Regions from separate parts of the Sus scrofa genome. Here region 1 is linked to region 2. A link is a contact called in public Hi-C data. All regions are on one chromosome and are shown on one strand. Each heading gives the region's core, a stretch centred on a gene start, on an enhancer-like site or on the middle of the called end of the contact. The rest is flanking DNA. Distances are from core to core; before and after follow the strand shown.

What was found. Hi-C and Micro-C count contacts between places; a contact is called where the count stands out from the background.
Region 1: a Hi-C map of embryonic fibroblasts shows a contact between it and region 2, with 1.6 times the contacts expected there. The contact joins the enhancer-like site here to the promoter of VASP in region 2. A contact is called at or near these places in 8 of 47 Hi-C or Micro-C datasets (alveolar macrophages, embryonic fibroblasts, fetal heart ventricle and 5 more) and 1 of 2 datasets of contacts at active chromatin or transcription factors (alveolar macrophages).

The regions. Positions count from the first base shown.
Region 1 is chr6:52,122,861-52,126,441 of Sscrofa11.1, forward strand. All of the region lies in intron 4 of RSPH6A (radial spoke head protein 6 homolog A), which reads right to left. Among named protein-coding and RNA genes, the nearest start is that of DMWD, 6.7 kb to the left of the region's middle. Within about 2 kb of position 1,666, at least 12 of the 83 cell types and tissues checked have an H3K27ac peak or open chromatin away from gene starts, as enhancers often do. A contact at or near this core is called in embryonic fibroblasts, mesenteric adipose tissue and omental adipose tissue, where this site is marked.
Region 2 is chr6:51,870,935-51,874,713 of Sscrofa11.1, forward strand. It overlaps VASP (vasodilator-stimulated phosphoprotein), which reads left to right and starts at 1,876. Exons shown (of 13, transcript XM_021094561.1): 1 at 1,876-3,069. The coding sequence starts at 3,065. LOC110261012 (a long non-coding RNA gene) reads right to left here. Exons shown (of 4, transcript XR_002344692.1): 2 at 1,449-1,540. It overlaps PPM1N (probable protein phosphatase 1N), which reads left to right. Exons shown (of 5, transcript XM_021094558.1): 5 at 1-212.

The DNA of each region.
Region 1 (3,581 bases), core at 416-2,915, 250 kb after region 2:
AATCCACACCCCAGGCAACCAGAACCCACGCTTTGACTAGATCCCCGAGCGAGTCCTATCTAGTCACAGTTTGGGAGCCTCTGGTCTAGAATGTTCTTTTATTTATTTATTTTTGTCTTTTCTAGTGCCACATCCTTGGCATATGGAGGTTTCTAGGCTAGGGGTCTAATCAGAGCTGTAGCCACTGGCCTACACCACAGCCACAACAACGCAGGATCCGAGCCACATCTATGACCTACACCACAGTTCAGGGCAATGCTGGGTCCTTAACCCACTGAGCAAGGCCAGGGATTGAACCTGCAACCTCATGGTTCCTAGTCAGATTCGTTAACCACTGAGCCATGATGGGAAATCCCTAGAATGCTCTTCTGCCAGATTTTCCCCCCAGTTCTTTCTTTCTCCAAAGATTTCAGATCAAGGCTGCTTTTCCCAGGAATTCTTTTTTTGTTTTTTGTTTGTTTGTTTGTTTTTGTTTTGCTTTTTAGGGCCACACATGTGGCATATGGAAGTTCCCAGGCTAGGGGTCAAATCTGAGCTGTAGTTGCAGGCCTACATCACAGCCACAGCAACACAGGATCCAAACCGCATCTACAAACTACGCTACAGTTCGTGGCAATGCCAGATCCTTAGTGCACTGAGAGAGGGATTGAACCCACAACCTTATGGTTCCTAGTAGGATTCATTTCCACTGGGCCACAACAGGAACTCCCCTCCCAGGAATTCTTCCTTGATCCCCTCAAGACATGACAATTATTAGCTGTTATTTGTTCCTCCTCTCTCCCTAGTTATATTTCTTTTCATTTCTAACAGGGCATGTGGCAGGGGCTGTTGAGGGTGGGGGTGGGAGGTGCTTAAGAAGGTGAGGAAGGATGAGGCTGCTGTACAATTAATAGCTACGCTTCCTCGGCCTGAACCCAGGGCAGGATCCACACCTCCCTTTTCAACAAGGTGCCTGGGGCCAGCTGACAAACAATGACATTCAAGGCTGTTATAAAGATGGAGTTCTTGTCCTGGCTCAATGGAAAGGAAACCAAGCTAGTATCCATGAGGATGAGGGTTCCATCCCTGGCCTTGCTCCGTGGACTAAGGATCTGCTGTTGCCCTGAGCTGTAGTGTAGTTCGAAGCCCAAGCTCAGATCCCCGGTTGCTATGGCTATGGTGTAGACCAGCAGCTTCAGCTCGGATTCAACCCCTAGCCTGGGAACTTCCATATGTCTCAGGTACAGCCCTAAAAAGACCAAAAAAAAAAAAAGGCTTTTATAAAGAAAAAAGTGACTTGGGTGGTGGATAGGAAGGCAGCTGGGGGGTGGAGGCTGGATGAGTGAGTGGAGCTCCAAGTTTGGATATTTTGCTTTCAGAGGAATGTTGACAAATTAGGTAGGGTGTGGCCAGAAGAAGGGCGCTGGCAAAATGGAGCATGCCTCCTCCATGCTTCTGCAAGTGTAAAAAATTGCCAAGAATGTGGTTAAATGATCATGATTACACATGAATCAAAGCAGCGAATCATAGTAGCAAATAACAGTACAGCTTCATCATTGACGTGGAAAAGGAAAAACTATGACAAGTCGTGGTGCCATCTGGTGGGCAGAGCTGGTAAGTGCATGCCCCACACCGCAGGCTGCGCTCTCCACTTAGTGGCTGAGCGGAGAAACTGCCGCGTGCCTGGCGAGAGGCTGAGGAACTTGTCCAGAGTGTGTAACTGAGGGCGGGATGGTGTGGGGGTGACTTCAGCCTGTTGATCCTTTGGGTGCAACTGGTAGGGGATTCTGGTGGGACACATACTGCCCACAGCGTGAAGACCATTCAAACTGAAAGAACTGTCCAGGGAGCCCAGGAAAGGAGTTAGCATCCCCCGAGATGGAGACTGCCCCTACAAGTGCCACCCCCAAGGGGACGTCTGAGTTCTGTCTGGCTCCATGCCTCATACAGCAGGAAAGCTTGGGCCAGTGGGCCAGATATTCAGGTTGGAATCCTGCACTTGCAGTGTGGCTCTGAGTCAGTGAGTCAGTTCCTCTGCCTTTCTTTTTTCTTTTTTTTTTTTTTTTTTTTTTTTTTTTTTTTTTTTTTTTTTTTTTTTTTGCTTTCTAGGGCCGCACCCGCAGCATATGATGGTTCCCAGGCTAGGGGTCGAATCGGAGCTACAGCTGCTGGCCTACACCACAGCCACAGCAACGGCAGATCCGAACCATGTCTGTGACGTACACCACAGCTCACGGCAACACCAGATCCTTAACCCACTGAGCGAGGCCAGGGACCTCATGGTTCCTAGTCAGATTTGTTAACCACTGAGCCACAACGGGAACTCCCTCCTTCCTCTTTCTTTTCTTTTCTTTTTCTTTTTTCTTTTTTCTTTTTTTTTTTTGTCTTTTTGCTATTTCTTGGGCCGCTCCCGCGGCATATGGAGATTCCCAGGCTAGGGGTCTAATTGGAGCCATAGCCACCAGCCTACACCAGAGCCACAGCAATGCGTGATCCAAGCCGCGTCTGCAACCTACACCACAGCTCACGGCAACGCCGGATCGTTAACCCACTGAGCAACGGCAGGGACCGAACCCACAACCTCAGGGTTCCTAGTCGGATTCGTTAACCACTGCGCCACGATGGGAACTCCCCTTCTTCCTCTTTCTGACCCTCCATTCTTTCATGCAAGGGGCTCACGGCCTCTTAGTCAGGACTTTCTCCTTTTAGCCTTAGTGGGACCCCTGGGAGCTGAGTGAGGAGGTCAACCCCTGGACACTTTCTTAACGGAGTCTTCCAGTCTCAGCCCACCCTAGTGAGCTGCCCCATCCGGCCTGGCTCTGATGAAGTTGTAGGGGAGCCCCCCACTGGGAGGGACTAGGAAAGACCTACTTGCCACTGGCATAGGCATAGGCCCCAGGCCAGAGATTGGAGCGCACCACGGCCACGGAATACTGTGGGCTGAGGCTGCAGGACAGGCGGGCGGTCCAGGGTGACATGTGCATGATTTCTGTGGGGAGCAAAGAGCACCAGGGAGGTCAGAGACTAGGCTGCAGCTCCTCATGCAGAGGCAGAGAGAAGGAAGGAGGACAAAGAAGGGCATGAAGGGAACTGTGGGAATGAACAGCACTGGCTTCAGTGTTTGAACCCTGGCTCCGACCGCTCTCTTGCCAGGTGACCTTAGGAAGCCACCTCACCTGTCTGAGCCTCAGTGACCCCTCCCAGGAAATGGAGACACTTATCTCACCTCCCTTGCAAGGTGGCACTGAGCCTTGAGGGCCCCCGACACCCCCAGACTCCCTCTGGGTCGGCCATTGGTTTGGACCAGGGGTCAGAGGACAGGGCAAGACTCTGGGTCCACATCCAGACTCTGTCTCCTCGCCCACTCTCAGACTCTCTCTTCCTTTGTCCAGGCGCCTGAAGTCTCAACCGCAGGAAATTCCTGCCCAGCCTTGGAAAATCCAGCTCATGTCCTTCCTCCTCTGGGGAGGCCTCCCAAACCCTCTCTCTCTCTCCCCCAAAGCCCACATTGCCACGCGCCAGATGGGATGCCCATTCTCTAGATGAGAATACAACTGAGGCTCAGAGAGGTGCCCCCCCAGTCTCACTGCTCCCCCTACCTT
Region 2 (3,779 bases), core at 626-3,125:
AATGGGTAAGAAGTTCACTTGGTTTGAAATTCAAAGGACACAAAATGGCTCAATAAAAAGTCTTTCTTCCATCCCCTGCCCCATAGCCACTCAATTTTCCACCTGGGGGGAGTTTCCATGTTAGCTCAGCAGGTTAAGAACATGAAGTATTCATGAGGATGCAGGTTCAATCTCTGGTCTCCCTCAGTGGGTTAAGGACCTGACATTGCCATGAGCTGTGGTGTAGGTCACAGATGAGGCTCAGATCCAGTGTGGCTGTGGCTGTGGCTTAGGTTGGCAGCTGTAGCTCTGATTCAACCCCTTGCCTGGGAACTTCCATATGCTGCAGATGTGGCCCTAAAAAGAAAAAAAAAACAACTTTTTTTCCCACCTGGGCATGATTGCTTTAGACAAGGGACATCAGGTGAGACCGCTAAGGAGGGGAAAGCTGAGCAGGAACTAGACAGCCATGCAAAAACCCTAGAGAAGAGTGTCCCAAGGCAGAAGAAACAGCCATTGTGAAAGCTTAGTGGCAAGACTAAACTTGGCATTTTCAAGATGAGGCTTGAGATTATGACCATCAAACCTGCCACAATCCCATGCTCTGTCCTATTGGTAACCACTGCAGTGAGTCTGGAGTAGATTTTTCCAGATCTTCTATTGGGCATGTACGCACATGTATACGGTACCTGCGGTGTTGCCTAGATATTTTTCATACCCTATGTATCACTTGGCAATTTGGTTTTTTTACTCAATAGTGTGTTAAAGACATCTTTCATGCCACTTAGGCACCTTACTCGCTATCCATCACCTTCTTGATGGGCATTTTGGCTCTTTCCAATTTTCTTGCCCTTACATCAGTGCTGTCAGATAGATCCTTGATTGAGCTCCTGTGTGCATATGCAGGAGTTTCTCTGGAGTAAGGGGTCTTGCTATCTGTTTTGTATAGCACCTGAGCTAAGAATGGTTTTTACATTTTTAAAGTGTTGTTTTTCAAAAAAGAAGATGCAAAAGAGAGCTTATGCCTAATATGCCTAAAATATATACTATTTGGATGATTATAGAAAAAGGTTGCTGAGTTCCCTGGCGGCTTAGTGGGTTAAGGACCCAGCGCTATCATTGCTGTGGCTCTGGTTACTGCTGTGGCTTAGCTTCAATCCCTGGCCTGGAAACTTCCTCATGCTGCTGCCTGGGCCAGAAATGAAAAAAGAAAAAAAAAAGTTTGCTGACTCTAGTCCAGGTGGCCACACAGAAGTGACACCCCTTCCATTTCACAGATGGGAAAGCTGAGACCTAGAAAAGAGAAAGGACTTGCCGGCGGTCACACAGAACTGGGGTTCTCATGCAGTTGGGTACATGTGTGTTGAGCTGCTTTGCTGGGTTAGTAAGACCCAGAAAGCCATCAAGTTTGCCTCTGTCCACAAAGAACCCACAGCCTGAGGAAACACACCAAAACAACTGTATCCTACCGTAGATCGGGGTTCAAGGTCTCCCAGAGTGAAGTGGAAAAGGGAAGAGGATCACTCCATTCTTCAGAGAAGGTTTAACGACAGAGCACAGCCTAGAAATGACGTGAAGGTCAGGACGGCACCCAGGCAGCAGATTCAGCTTGGAAAAAGGCTGGGAAGGTTAACTTCCTCACCTCCTCGGCTCTGCCCTGAGCTGTTTGTTTTACACGCATACCTTGCACCCAGGCACCAGTGGAGTTTTAGGAGGCTCAGGCAAGAATGCTGAGCCCATACTTACAACCTGCCTCCAGACCTCAGTTTACCCATTTCGAAAAGTGGAACTGATGATTTCCCAGGCTCCCACACCAGCCTAGGGCATCTAACCCAGGCCAGGTGGCGCTCTACGGGAGGGGCATGACCGTGTTGGTGACGTCACGTGGGGCGGAGCCTGAGGGACCCGCTGCGGACGCCCGGGAAGGGTGTAGGGACTCAGCCCCAAGCTGGCGCGTGGGGGTGGGGGCTCGCGGGATCAGGCGCTAGGGAGAGTCCCCCCACCTCCGTGTCCTCGGATTGTTGGATGATCCCGCCATCATCCGCCGACGAAACTGAGTCACGGCGGGGAGTGCGTGGGGAGGGGGTCGTGGGCCTTATTCGCAGCGGGACCAGGAGTCCCATTCCCACTCAGGTCCTGCACCGCACCTCCCCTCCCCCCGCCCCCCCCCACACCCTGCGGCTGTGAGTCAGCGGCCAGCCGCGCCCCCTCGGCCCACTTCCTCCTCACCTTCCCTGGGCGGGCGCGGTGGGGGGGGCGGCAACGAAGGAGGTGGGGCCCCTCCTCACCCATCCCCCTCCTCGGAGGGGGGGGTGCACCCCTTAGTAGAGCTTCATAAACGGGCGGAGGAGAGAGACGTTGGGGGAGGTCCGAAGGTAGGATTTAAGGGAGAAAATTTGAATCTATGCTTAACCAGAGGGTCCTTCTCGCCCCCCACACTGAGTAGAATGTAAAGAAATGGAGAAGTCGATGGGGAGGGTGAGAAGAGATTGTGCCCCCACTGAGAGTCCCCAGAGAATTTCTATCATGAGAGAGAACTAAGGATGAAGGAAGGATCCCTTCCCCCCCAACAAGCTTGCCCCCCTAATTTGGGGGTGACTCCCCAGAGTGCATCGCTGTGCAATAACGTTGGGGAAGAGGGAAATAGCGGAAGTCTAAGGTTCCGCGTTGCCCTTTTAAGCACCCTCCACCCTCCAATCCCACAGCCTGGAGGTGTCCGCGGCCCCTTTAAGGCGCAGGGCATTGTGGGTGCGGGGAGTGGAATTTTGGAACGAAATGTAGCGAAGAGAAGTACAGTAGTAAGAGTAACATTGTAGCCGCCGCCAGCTGAGGGGGCGCGCCGGGGAGGGGACGCCGCACCCCCTTTCTGCCGCAAGGACCCCGGATCAGCTCCCCAAAGGGAGGAGGCGCCTGAGGATCCGCGCCGGCCCTGTCCACGTTCCCCCCAGGAAGCCGGACTCTATGGGGCGGGACCCTGGGGGAGACTGAGCAGAACCTGGAGCCAGCCCCGAACCCCTGAACCTCGAGCCAGGGGCGCCCCGGGAGCACCTACCCCGTGGGCGCTCCGCCCGCCAGCCGAGCAGCCATGAGGTGAGCCTCGAACTGCCTCTAGACCCTTCCCTGCCCGGCGCGGGATCCCGCCCCGCCTTTGTCCCCCTCCCCCCAGCTTGCTCCGGGCTGGAATTTAGGGACAGGGCACTGGGAGCCTCGAATTTGAGGCCGATCCCCCTTGGACGGGCTCCAAATATTGATCACTTTCCCTTGATTCCCAAGGCTCCGGGTGGTGCCGGTGAGGTTCTCCCGGGAGCCCTCAGATTTGGGGGCGCTCCGAGGACTCCCGAATTTTTAAAAGACTTTTTCGGAGGACTTCTAAGTTGTTAGGTACTCCCGGCCGGGAGGCTGGGATTTAGGCAGGGCTCAGACTCCCCCCAAATCTTAGCCGGCCCCAGGAGAGATTATGGGGGGGCCAGTTTGGAGGTCCCTGGGACCTGGAAGAGAGATTGAAACGAAGATCTTGGCTTTCGGGGTCCCTCTTTACATGGTGCCGGGAAACGTCTTCCCAAGAGGACTTTGCCCCTTAACTTCGAGGGCTCTTAACCCCCTAAATTTAGGGGTTCTCGTCCTCCTGTGGAGGAGGCTGGTGCGGACAGATCCACCGACCCAGATGCAGCCTCGAGGATCTGGTTCGGACTCCCCGCCGCTTCCCACTCACAATTTGCTTAAAACGGGCTGTGCCTAGGGCCGAGGGCGGCACCCCGGCCCCGTGCCAGAGGGGCAGCCCCTTTTCCCACCTGCGCGGG